Linked DNA regions of Triticum aestivum: regions 1 and 2 are each linked to region 3. The links are chromatin contacts, called in public Hi-C maps. All regions are on one chromosome and are shown on one strand. The core of a region is the stretch at or near the end of the contact, and the rest is flanking DNA. Distances in the headings are between cores, read along the strand shown.

Region 1 (4,409 bases), core at 345-2,844, 290 kb after region 3:
TTTAATAAGCTTCAAAAAGGGAGCAAGATTTACCTGCCGTTGGCGCACCACAAGATATGACAGAAGTTTAGCAACCAAACGACAACGTATGCAAAAGCGTCGGGAGAGTTATAGAATCTTTCACAAAATACTCCCGATGTGCCATATTAACTGTTGCTCAAACGGTTGTTCTATAGAGTAGTACCCCCTCCGTCTAGGTGAATAAGTCATTTTAGGTTATGCACCATGACCAAGGAGGAGGGGAAACGAGAGATCTTAATGTTTTTTTGCTAATTAATATCATTGCATGCAATGAACTAACCACTGCATGTCGTGTTTGGTAGTCTCAAATCATTAAAAGCATGCACACTCACATCTCTTATTGGTTGATATGTCAAGAAACAAGAAACGAGGTAGAAGTTAATGCACCGCGCCTAAGTGTTTTGGAATTATTTGGTTTTTGTAAGATGACTTACACACCTAGACGGATGAGTAGTATCTTTTCTGGTTGAACTATTTATGCACCGAGTAATTACTATCCCTTCTGTCCCATATTAACTGTGCTCAAACGGATGTGCGTAAATAGTTCAACAAAAAATTAAATACTCTATCTAATAACGAGACATATTCGGTGCTGTTTTCTTATTTTAATGGTGATCGGCAATGCTAAATCCGAGTCTATCAGACCAAAACGATGGCAACTCAATTGCTGGCTAGAGAGTAGGCTAGCTAGGTGTCGCTTGTGTGATAGACTACCCTGGTCAGGTGCACCGCACGTACACAAAATGAAGAGTTAGTGGGATTCGATCGACCGGCCGGTGCGATGGACTTGACCGCGAACGCTCATTTGGACCCGAAAAGCTCGTCAGCTGGATTTTGGGTGTGCTCCACTGCTGCGGATTTGAGCGCCCATGTCTCGTAGTAATTATAATCACACGTACATACTAGTACTAGTATGTTTTTTCTTCACAATGCGGATCTGAGCCCGATGTTTATACGTACACAGTACAGTATTATTTTCTGATCAGACATCAGAGCACCGATGTCTCGTTGTCATCACAGTTGCGACCTTAAGTACGTAGTATTTCAGATCCGCAACAGTGGAGTACTACACCCAAAATCCAGCTGACGATGATCATGATGATGATGTACCGCCCGATCGATCGGACGGCGAGGAACGTACATAGATGGATATATTTATATATATCCTGTGCGATCGTCGATGGCCGTGGCTGTGCAATGGCGGCGCTGCGTGCCTGTGGCAACCGCCGGCGTACTGCTGCCAATTAAATCGCGCCGCGCGCCGGCCGGGGCCATCCATCGGCGGCCATAACGGTCCAGATGAATGATCCAAAGGCCACATTTAAGTCTCCTCTTGACTAGCCCGGCCGTTGCTTCTTCGGATGCCCGGCCGCCCGGCCGGTCCACGTCGGGAATAATCCGAAAGCGCACGCGCACGTACGCCTCCATCACGGGCGCCAGAGCGATCAAATCGCCATGTGACTAGCTGACGCGACGCGACACCATCGGAACCTTCACCGTACGTACCCGCCATGAAGCATCCATGAAGCTCGCCGGCCGTTCGTGGGTAGTATAAATCGCGGGCCATGCCACGGGGAATTCCGTCAAAGCAGTTAGCTCAGGCCCACCGCCGCCCACACCACTACCGGTAACGTAGCACGCTAGTACGTAGCTCGTCTGTGCAGTGCACTCATGGCGGCTTCGCTAGGACTTACCACCAGCCATGAAGCCTACTACTCGGCCCACCCGGCGGCCTCCTCCTTGTACAATTTCGAAGCCGGTGATCCCTTCGTGGCAGCGGCGGACGGTGCCGCGGAGCTGAGCTTCCCGGAGCTCGTGGAGGCCGCTCGTGCCTCCGACTACTCGCCGCTTCCGGCGTTCGGCGCCGCTGGAGGCGAGACGATGAACATGTACGGGCGGAGCGTCGTCTTCCCTATGACGGCCTCGTACTACTGCGACGGCGCGTGGATGTTCGAGGACGACGCGGCGGCGAGGGCGAGAGGAGGAGGGATCGGTGCTATGGCAGGGCGGCCGTCGGGGAGGATCGGGTTCCGGACTCGGTCGGAGGTGGAGGTGATGGACGACGGATTCCGGTGGAGGAAGTACGGCAAGAAGGCGGTGAAGAGCAGCCCCAACCTGCGCAACTACTACCGGTGCTCCGCCGAGGGGTGCGGGGTGAAGAAGCGGGTCGAGCGGGACCGCGACGACCCGCTCTACGTCCTCACCACCTACGACGGCGTCCACAACCACGTCACCCCCGGCAGCACGTCGTCGAGGGCGGCGCCGGCGTACTCGGCGCCGACGGCGCCCGCTTGGACCTGGAGCGAGCTGCAAGCGGCGGCGCACTCCTCGGAGTCCTACTGAACTGAGCTACCGAATACTGATCGACCAGTACGGAGCTGGTTACCTTGGTTTTTATGATCGATTACGGTTCAGAAATCTCACGGATGCATGTACACGATTTGTTGCCTTGATGGTGGTGTGCCGTCACTGAATAATTCGGTCGCTTCCACGTCCATTGTGCACGATGGAAACGCCGATCGACGGCATGCAGTATCTATCTGTAAAAAGAAAATAAATTGATGCACGAACAGGTTAACAAACACACATACGTACGGCAATCATTCATCGGCAAGTTGGTAGGCTCCACATACTTACTCGGTTACTAAATATAAGTATTTTTAGAGTGTACATTTACTCATTTTGTTTCGTATGAGTCTGCATTGGAATCTATACGAGGAGTTATATTTAAAAATGAAGGGAGTATCACAATGAATCCGTCCGTTCTTTCAGATCCTCTTAAAATAATGTCGCTCAATGAGCTTTCGTGGACAAGACTGCAAAGGAGTTGAGTTCGAGCGAGTTGAATGTTGAACTAGCTAGGCTCGGCACTAAAATTCGAGCGACTCCAAACTAATTGGAGCTCAAGGTCAAGCTATAAAAAGTGGCTCATGCTCAGCTTGTAATGTTCTCAAGTCGATTTTAAACTAGTTTCGTGCTAAATAACATTTTTTTTCTTACTAATTTTAAATAATTTTTTAAACTAGATAGGACACACACAACATAGTAAACCAATATAAAATATTATTCCAATCAAATGATGATAATATAATTTTTTCCAAGGTAGTTTTATTTATTCTCTCTCAACTGAAGACTAGTACTACTTAATAGCAAAAGATCGTGGATGAGCTAACAAGAGAAAAAACAAAGGTGCATCTGCTCTCAAACCTTGGCAAAAATAACAGGATAGTTAACACATTGGCCATGTACCATCTTGAGGCCTAATTTTTCTCCAGCTTAATTAAGATTCAATGCTTGCTAGTAGATAAATTGAAAAAATCATACACAACATATTATGATACACCCTCCATCCCATATTAGTTGTAGCTGAAATAGATGTATATGAATGCATTTCACTGCTAGATACATCTGTTTAAATGGCAAGTAATATGGAATGGAGAGAGTAATAAATTATCTTATTTTCATTTAATATATAAGCATTATTTAATATAATTATATCATATCAAGCAAAAATTTGAGCGAATCAATGTTGGCTCAAGATCAGCTCATTTTTCAATCAAGCTACATAAAATGCTCATGCTTAGCTTATTTCTTTTTGAGTCGGTCTTGTGTCGAGCCGAAAGACATACAACATCGGGTGGCTCACAGAGTCACAGGTCTCGAAGTTTTCTTACAAGCCTAGTCCTATCGACGGCGAACCGCAAATATCATTGCCATAGCCAGAACATAGTCTAGAAACAGGCCAAATTTCTTTTCCGGTACAGAATTTTTGACTAGTCTTTTGTTTCTTGACCAGAAATTTGACTAGCTTTGGGTGCACGAAAAAGGTCATAATGATTGGACCGGGAGTGCTGAAGTAGGATGAGAAGTTTTTTCTCCCGTTGCAACGTATGGGCTATTTTCCTAGTCAAGATTAAAGGCAAGGCTGTATTGAGCATAGATTTTTTTTTTGCGACATATTGACCCTAGATATGGGAGTCCCTAATCAACGCCCTCGGCACCATACAGCCAACTGACGCTCATGTGCTGCTCCCGTTGGCCGGCCCAAAAACTAGCTCATTTTCCCTGCCTGCTCGCTCGTTCGGTTGACTCGCTCGATCCGGTTCCCTAGCTCACTCGATCTGTCGCTGTTGTTGATCCATTGACTAGCTGAACAGTTGAATTTTCCGAAAAAAGTTCATACAAATTAAAAAAACACGAATTTGAAAAGTTCATGATTTTTCAAAATTAATTTCATCAGTTTTGGAAAAACCATGAATTTGAAAAAAATCATCGATTTTGAAAAAAGTTCAAAATTCTGTAAAATTCACGAATTTGAAAAAAAGTTTGAAAAGAGTTCACGGATTTGAAAATAGCACAAATTGAAAAAAGTTCACACATTTGAGAAA
Region 2 (4,239 bases), core at 765-3,264, 390 kb after region 3:
CCGCCGGCAGCGCCTTGGACTCGTACCCTGCCGCGTAGGGAGACTGGTACTGCTGCTGCATGAGCGAGTGCGGGGCGGTGAGGTCGAGCGTGACGGTGGGGCAGGACGCGATGGTGGAGATGGTGGTCGGGCCCAGGAGCCCCGCGGACGGGAAAGGGAGGTGGTGCCCGTGGGACGAGGACGAGGAAGAGCCGGCGAGCAGCATGGAAGCAGCGGCGGAGGTGGTGGACGCCATGGCCGCGGCGGCCGGCGGCAGCGGGTGGCTGTGCGTGCCCTCGTACGTCGTGATCAGGATGGACATGTCGTCGGCGCATCTCTGCACCTGCTTCCGCACCGGGCAGGACGGCGCCACGGTGCACCGGTAGTAGGCGCGCGGGCACGGGTTCCCCTTGGAGATCTTCTGCCCGTACTTCCGCCATTGGCACCCATCGTTCATCTGCTCATCATCAACACACAAACATGGTTAGCTCATCATGATTTTGAATTCAAAAGTATTTTCATCATGAAAACACGTACAGAATCTTGTACTGTACGTATGTATGTTGTATGCGCGAACGTACCGTGGGGGTGTCGCATTTGACACGGACGGAAACCCTAGCCTTCTTGGCCTGCTGCTGGAGCACCTCGTCGTCGGCTCCGTCGACCCCGGCGCCGGGGCTCTTGCGCGCTTTGGTCGCCGGCGGGCACGCGGCGGCCGGCAGCCCGCTACCGGGCGCGGCGTCGTCGTCCGCGCTGCTGTCGGAGCTGAGGTTCATAAGGGGCGTAGCCGACGGGCGGGCGGCCTGCCTGTCGTCGCCGTCCGTAGAGCGACGGCTGCTCAGCCCGAGCGACAGCTGATCGTCGGGGTCGGTCTCGGTGCCGGACGACGACGACGACAGCGACCTCTGGTGGGCGCCCTTCGGGCGAGCGTAACCGCCGCTGCCGAGGCACAGAGAGACGAGATCGTCGGTGGTAGCGGTAGGCGCCGGCGCGGGGGCGGCAGGGAGCTTGTCGGCGGCCGGTGCTTGGTGCTTGACCTTGACGGCGTCCTGGAAGTGCGTCTGGAGCGACTGGTAGTCCCTGACGATGTGGGAGAGCAGCGTCTTGAGGCGCTCGTTCTCCTCCCTCACCTCGCCCATCTCCGCCTTGGTCGCCTCCAGCTTGTCGTCCTGCACATGCACAATACCCAGGAGAAATCATTAGATGATGTACGAGCGATTCTTCATAAAATAAACACACATGGTTCGATCTTTAATTTGGTGCAATTCATTCTCAACTTGCTTCTATTTCTTACATGGTACTCCTAATTAACCAGCTCTCAATTTGACTTTCAGATCATACGGAGTAGTTTGCAGTACCTTGCTGGTGGTGATCGAATTTCTTTGCGTGGACGGGAAACTCTCGAGGACCATTGGAAGCGCGCTTGCGATCTGCAGGCCAAAGAATTGAAGCTAATTCAGTTTCAGCTGGATCTCAAGAACGAACATGTAGGGTACACGCTCATCGATCAGCAACTCAACACTGCCGGGTTAACATGCATCTAGTAGACAACTTAAAGGGATGTGTGTACATACCTCCATGGTCTCCGGCTTGTTCTCCTCTTTCACCGGCGGCGGCCTCTCGACGGCGACGTCCATGGACGGATCAGTCACGAGATGGCGAACCTGCAGAGAGGGAGCTTTGTTTGCTTTGGATGAGCAAGAGACGCCTTGTGGTTGCAGCAGCCCCGCGCCCTCCTTATAAAGAAGGATCGGAGTCGAAGCGACGACGACGACTAGGACGACGAAGCCTACACTTTCTGACTCGCCGGGGATTAAACTAATGGATAAACAGCAGTTGCTGCGTGCTCCGCGTACCAAATCTCAAATCCCAGTGCCCGGCTCCTTAACCTACCGTACCATCACGGCGGCTCGGTTGCTGGTTCCCGTCCAGACCAGAGCGAGCGAGAGAGCGAGCGAGCTCATAAACAATGTCAACGCGTGTACCCAGCCTCCCTCATGGGCAGCAGGCAGGCAGGCAGGTCTACCAAGCTAGCTAGCGAGCGAGTGAGGTAAGCAGGCTGCCTTGGCTTCCCCATTCCCCAATATAATACCGCCCTCGCGCGCGGTGGTCACCACCGGCCGTGGCCGTCGTCAGCGTCGTCGCCGCCCACAACGTGTCCTGCAAGTCGCCGGCCCCCTCCCCTCAGCGTTGGTTCCGCGAGCGAGCTCCCTCCCCTCCGAATGCGGATCGCACGCACGCACGTACGTGCGTGCGACCTTCATTGTGCAATCATCCTTCCGTTTTGCTCTGAGAGAGAGGCTTTGACTTAGCTAGCTAGCTTAGATGTGTTCTTGGTTAGCGTATGTACGCACGCAGCATGAGCGTGCAGCTGCTAGCGTTGAATTCGTTTTGGGGCCGTTTTACGTGTTGACTTTCGTACGGCTAACCCGGAGAAGCAAGCAACTGGCCAGCGGCCGGTCGGTCCAATTTGAGTCTGAACTGTTCTCCTCTCCACGTAAAAATATATAGCATAAAATGATGCGGAAATTCTGATATAACGCCTTGCTCGACGTGAGTGACGCACGCACGTAGTATCGATTCAGGATTTACGTGCATGCAGCAGGTCAAACGTAGTAAGAGCGAGGACTCGGACCGGTCATTGAACTCAGGCGTGAAAAGTAAAAACGTGGAACGACAAGGCGACAGTACAAGTGCAACCCGGTCAGCACATTTACCTGTTCCGTCCCAATCTGTTGTGATGGTAGTACTGTACTACGTAACCGAATAATCTGGTTGGCTGCGTCTGAACAGTACATGGTACCATGCACGGCATGTGCGGAGCACTGTAGAGTCGCCGGCGCACATGCACAGCGCTCGATCGATCCCAATTTATGCGACGCGACGCGACGCGAGGTCATATCACATGTGCGGGATCATAAAGAAAATGTGTGCGTACGGCGTGTGACCGGATGCGATGGCGATCCCTTCTCTCCCGAGTCCAAGAAGTCTTCGTGCGTGTTGATTAAGTAGCAGAGGATGGATCGATCGACCTCCTGTACGTGCCCGCGACGGAGCGTGACGTCCTCCACGCCGTGCGCGATCCAATCAGAAGCAAGTCGTCCAAGCCTCGTGATCGTGAATGCGATGTGGCCTCCGATCAAGTCGGCCATGCAAGGGATCAAATTGGATTAGATTATTCGGTTTCCGTTGGCCTACTTGTTGAGAACTTGAGCTCGGTCCCAGCGGAGCCCCGTTGAAACCAAGCCATGATTGTCATCGCTAGCTGCATGCATGCTTAGAGCATCTACAACCAAACCTTTCAAATCTGTCTAAAACATCTCGACAAGCCGTCCGATCACTGATCGTCATAAAAAGGACCCAACCGAACCTCTCAAACAGCCCTGATCAGCATCCCTTATATCCATCCCAAATGTAGGATGGATATAAGGCAGCCCGGTGCGCCTGGGTGCGTCCGCCACGTCTGCCTCGCCCACCTCTGGCCCACCCCGATCCCACAAAATCCCCCTCCGAAGCAAACCCTAGGCTCACTTCACTCCACTCTGCTCCGCTCCCCATTCCCCAATCCATCCAATCCTGAGTGTCGGCGGCCATGTCCAGCACCGGCAGCCACTCCGGTGGCAGCTCCGGAGACGAGGACGTGCTGGCGCTCGGTATCGCGCTGGAGCGCTCATGGGTTGATACAGGCGACAGCTCCGGTTTAGGTGTGGCACCACCTGTCGCCGCAGCGCTGGCCCTTCACGCCCCGTGCACAGATTTGCGAGGGTAGCCCAATCGGCTCCACCCGCCTGGCGTCCTCCTCCACCTCCGCGCGGGCAGCTGTGGGTTCTAGTGCCCGCTCCGCCGGCGCCACGGATGCTGACTCCGGAGTCGGAGGCACGCGGCGCCCGCCACGAGGCAGAGGGCAAGGGAGATGGGGTTCGTGTCCCACGCGGCTGCGCAGTCTGCCCGCCGCCGCCTCGTGATGCCGGTGCCCAACGAGGAGGAGCGTCTCCTCCAGTGGGTGTACCATCGGTCGCTTACCATGCCGGAGACGAACGCCCGGTGGCTCCGAAGGATTAACGCCAAGCGGCTCTGGCTCGGGATTGAGCAATCCGAGCGGGAGGCAGTGGAGACAGAGGCGGAGGCGGTGAGGGTGGCCAAGCTCAAGCGCAAGCAGGACTGCATCGTCCGGCGCTTCAAGGGCTACATCGTCATCTCGATTCCTCCTCCTCCAACGGATCCGACGACGACGGCTCCGACATCGACCCACATCTTGCC
Region 3 (4,130 bases), core at 1,486-3,985:
TTTCAGCTTGTCTTGACCCAGCATGTATTTTTAGTTTCAGTTGTTGAGCTCTGCACTATAAAACCGAGAAATACCCAAGGCTTTTTACAGGTCAGGCATGTTTACTAAAATATATAATTTCTAAATCATTTCCAGCAATATGTGAGTTGTTTGCTTGCTCAACCTTACGCTGGGATCATGTCTACAGACTACAAATAGAGGGAAGTTTGCATGTGCCTTACTAGAGACAGATGAACCAATAAAATGATTGGAAAGGTTCTTCCCAAGCAAAAGGTAAGCTGAATCTTGTACAGTTTACTTCATAATATATTTTGGTCAGTATGTTGTTTATTTTCTGAAATTGATACTCCATTGTAGATTACCTATGATGAAAATTACATTCTCTGCGGGCGCTGATTCAGATATATTACTATGGGCAAAGGAAGTTCAAAATTTATCTCAATCAAACATGTGCAAAGGAAAATTCAAAATTTGTTATGTCAGGAAAAGATTCTTAAACCAGTGAAGTATCTAGAGGGCTTATTAGGACACTGCTCATATTGTTTGATACTTTACCATCTGGGGATTAGGCTATCGGTGAACACGACAATGCGGCTGTTGGTCACGGATGCCGGGGGCGTGAGCGGGGTTGAGGAGCTCACATGGTGCTATACATGACGACCTGCGAGTGGTGGCAGGAGGTGGCATGCCTGCTGCTTGGCTGGAAGTCCGACATGAACTCCCACGACCGACTGTAAGCATGGTACGTACCCAATCGTCAAACTTTCTTCTTTCACCTCCTTCTTATGTAGAAATTAAACTTCGCTGCACACCGGACATTCCTACTTTCAGTCAGTCATTTCTGCCCATTCTGATTGTTAATACTAAGTGTACATGTCACCCACATTGGACCAGTCTATTGCATTTGAATTACCTTGATCTATGGAAATAGTTAGGCATGCTACGTGCAAGTGCTTATCTAGGCAATCCAAAGTTCAGCCTGTAGTTTTATGCACACCATCCCAGTCAGCAATAGATGCATGGTTGCCCATGCGTTGCCACAGAACAATCCTACAGTGGGGCAGTGCTATCCTAAAGTGGGGATGAGAGGATTCAGCGGCTGCACCGGTGGCTTGTCTATCTCCAGGAGATGGAGCGCGCCGCCTCATCGATGTGGGAGCTACATTGCACTAACAGGGCACGATGCCTCATGGATGCGGGAGCTGCAGTGCACTATTTAAGAGTTCAAAAGCATGAAGGAGGAAATTACCTACAAGTGTTTAAGATCACGAAGGAGGATGTCAAAGTTTTCCATTGTCAAGGACTTGTGAGCAAGTAGTATATGGGCTTCACTCTGATTCTAATGAAAAAGTTGGCTATCTGATTCTAAAAATAAGAGCAGAAAATAATAGAGATGTATCTACATGTGTGTGCATTAAAATTCATTTTATTCTGTTAGTCGAGGTTATAACCTTTCAAACTTTACTTATCCAGGTTGTGAAGACCTTCCAGCATTACCCCAGGAAGCTAACACATCAGCTTGTGCCATACGTGGTGTTTTCTTGTTGATGAATGTTGGTCTAGGTAATTTCTTTGATGAACCATGTGACAATTAATAAAGTTAATAAAGGACATCATACTCTTTTTGTCTGCCTTGATCGCAGTGGGGCGGGGGTGAGCCGTTGGAGAGAGAGGCGGGGCAGTGGTGCATGCGTGCAGTGCGTCTGGACGACAGAATGCATGATCGAGTGATCGGTGTGGTGGTTGGCGGTGCTTGGGCATTGATGTTCGATTTGAGAGGAAGAAGAAAGATTAGCTGCTGATTTTGGGGGGAAGAAGAGAGATTGAGCGTGTTGTTGTTGTCGTGTGTGGTCTTGGGAGAGGAATAAAAGAGAGTAGTAAAGAGCTGTAGAGAGATAGCGAGGGATTGAGAGGCTACTACTATTTTTATTGTTGTCGATGCTTGCACAATGCTATTTCTTATTATACTGGGGTATTCATCTTTGGACTAAAAACAATCATCCCCCCCCCCCCTCAATATTTTAGTCATGACTTAGTTTTACTTACTAACCTCTCTTCATATTTATTTGTAGATTGAATTTAGCTTTTTATGAAGTTCTAAAGAATAGTTCTGACCTTTGTGGGTAGTCAACCCAATTCTGGTTCTTGGTTGAAAGCCTCTTGCATCATAGTTTACTCAAAGGCAGCTTCAGATTGATTCTCGTACCTAGGTAGTCATCCTTGGAAGCAATAGTTCTAATTTTTATAAAGAAGCATGTTATTTGTTTGTTTTTGTATAACCAAAAAAATATTTCAAACATATGTTGTGATTAGAATTATGACAGGATCGTTGTTCATCACTATTCTTTTTGGACTTGAATTGATCTATGTCTAAATTACACATAGTGTGTATGAGCAAATTATTATAGTTTGACTTTCATGTCTTGGATCCGTGGCAAATCATAGTCACCTTAGTACTATGCTGCCTTATGCATGTCTTTCTGATGGCCTTATTAAAGATCGCCGGTTCTATGGTTTTAAACACAAGATGATATTTTTGTAGCATATTTCGTATAAGTTCTACTCTATAATTTTAAATTCAAAAAAACATTTTTAGTTGGGAGAAGAAAAGAAGAAAGAAAATGATAGTTCTTTATAACGGTAAAAAAAAAGTCGGCAATATAGCCCGTGGCAACGCACGGGCGTTCTATTTGTACGAGTAGAGCTTATATCAGCCTGCGGCTGACACCGGCAACGAGCCAGGCGCGGGCGGATCGCCACGCCCGCGTGCATTATCCCGGCTCCGCCGCCCATCAATCATTGCACGTCCGCGAAGCTGCTGCACCCGCACTCCTCTCCGTCGTACCCGCTCCCCGCACAAACCTCCCGCATCGCTATCGCATCACAGTCAGCGCGCCCAGCCTCACACGCCCGTGGCATTCGCGACCGGCCGACGAGACGGAGCTCCAGCCTCCAGCTTCCGCCCCGCCCCGAGCAGAGCCGAAACAGCCAAACAGAGCACGCGATTTTACAACCCTGCCCCGCGCGGCCCCCCTCCATCCGCGCAGATCTTTTCTCTTCCTCCCCCGCGCCCCGCGCCGATCACGCCACCGATCCGGCGGGCGCACCCATCCCTTCCCAGCGGGGGCGATGGAGGGGGAGGAGCGGCGGCTGGCGGCGTCGCTGACGGCGCGGTACTCGGAGTGGGTGCTGGAGGAGCTGGACGAGCTGCGGGGGAGCTTCCTGCTCACGGACCCGGCCATGCCGGGCCACCCCATCGTCTACGCCTCCCGGGGCCTGGCCGCGCTCACGGGCTACCCGCGCCGCGAGCTGCTCGGCCGCAACGCGCGCCTCTTCCAGGGCGCCGCCACCGACCGCGCCGCCGTCTCGGGCGTCCGCGAGGCCGTGCGCGCCCAGCGCGCCCACCAGGTCGCCATCCTCAACTACCGCCGCGACGGCTCGCCCCACTGGGTGCTGCTCCACCTCGCGCCCGTCTTCCACGCCGCCGACGGCCGCGTGCTCCACTTCCTCGCCGTCCAGGTGCCCATCGCCCCCGCGTCGCCGCCGCGCCGTCACCCGGGGCGGCCCGCGCCGCTCGCGGCCTGCCGGGAGGAGGCCAGGGGGGAGGAGGAGCTGCCTTGCGCCAGCCACGTAGGGGAGGTGTTTGTGGATATCGATAAGAGAGGTCAGTTTGATTGGACGTGTTCATCTGTTGCCATCACTAGTACAGTGATCATTTGGGAGTAATAAATTGCACGATAATAAGCACACTGATCAGTGGACCAACCATTAATTGCCCGTGAGATCATTTACAGTACCCCGTGCCTCACTGCTCAACCGTGCCTTGATATGAAATGTATGCTGTAAACACGCCATGTATACAAGTGGCCATGAACATGGCCTTATTTGCTATAATTTATTTCTACATTCATGGTATGGTAATTACAGTTGCGCTGGTTGTCTTATTCTTAAGCATGGACAGCCAAACAAGTATTCCCTCTGTAAAGAAATATAAGATATTAGTGATCTAAACGATCTTATACTCCCTCCATAAAGAAATAACAGCGTTTAGATCACTAATCACTAAAGTAGTGATCTAAACACTCTTATATTTCTTTACAGAGGGAGTACTAGGTGATCATATAAGACTG

The links. A called contact is a pair of places that touch in the nucleus more often than the background predicts.
Region 1: a contact with region 3 is called in a Hi-C map of leaf, with 3 times the contacts expected there. The contact joins the promoter of LOC123074143 here to the promoter of LOC123077470 in region 3. A contact is called at or near these places in 1 of 5 Hi-C or Micro-C datasets (leaf) and 1 of 1 datasets of contacts at active chromatin or transcription factors (leaf).
Region 2: a contact with region 3 is called in a Hi-C map of leaf, with 2.3 times the contacts expected there. The contact joins the promoter of LOC123074144 here to the promoter of LOC123077470 in region 3. A contact is called at or near these places in 2 of 5 Hi-C or Micro-C datasets (both in leaf).

What each region holds. Positions count from the first base shown.
Region 1 is chr3D:67,457,230-67,461,638 of IWGSC CS RefSeq v2.1, forward strand. LOC123074143 (WRKY transcription factor WRKY24) reads left to right here and starts at 1,595. Exons shown (of 1, transcript XM_044497064.1): 1 at 1,595-2,810. The coding sequence starts at 1,693. The coding sequence ends at 2,364.
Region 2 is chr3D:67,563,818-67,568,056 of IWGSC CS RefSeq v2.1, forward strand. LOC123074144 (probable WRKY transcription factor 72) reads right to left here and starts at 2,015. Exons shown (of 4, transcript XM_044497065.1): 1 at 1,554-2,015; 2 at 1,338-1,409; 3 at 561-1,148; 4 at 1-436. The coding sequence starts at 1,616.
Region 3 is chr3D:67,168,746-67,172,875 of IWGSC CS RefSeq v2.1, forward strand. LOC123077470 (protein TWIN LOV 1) reads left to right here and starts at 2,736. Exons shown (of 8, transcript XM_044499747.1): 1 at 2,736-3,664. The coding sequence starts at 3,130. LOC123077472 (a long non-coding RNA gene) reads left to right here. Exons shown (of 6, transcript XR_006436661.1): 2 at 35-90; 3 at 188-273; 4 at 358-742; 5 at 1,474-1,563; 6 at 1,644-2,045.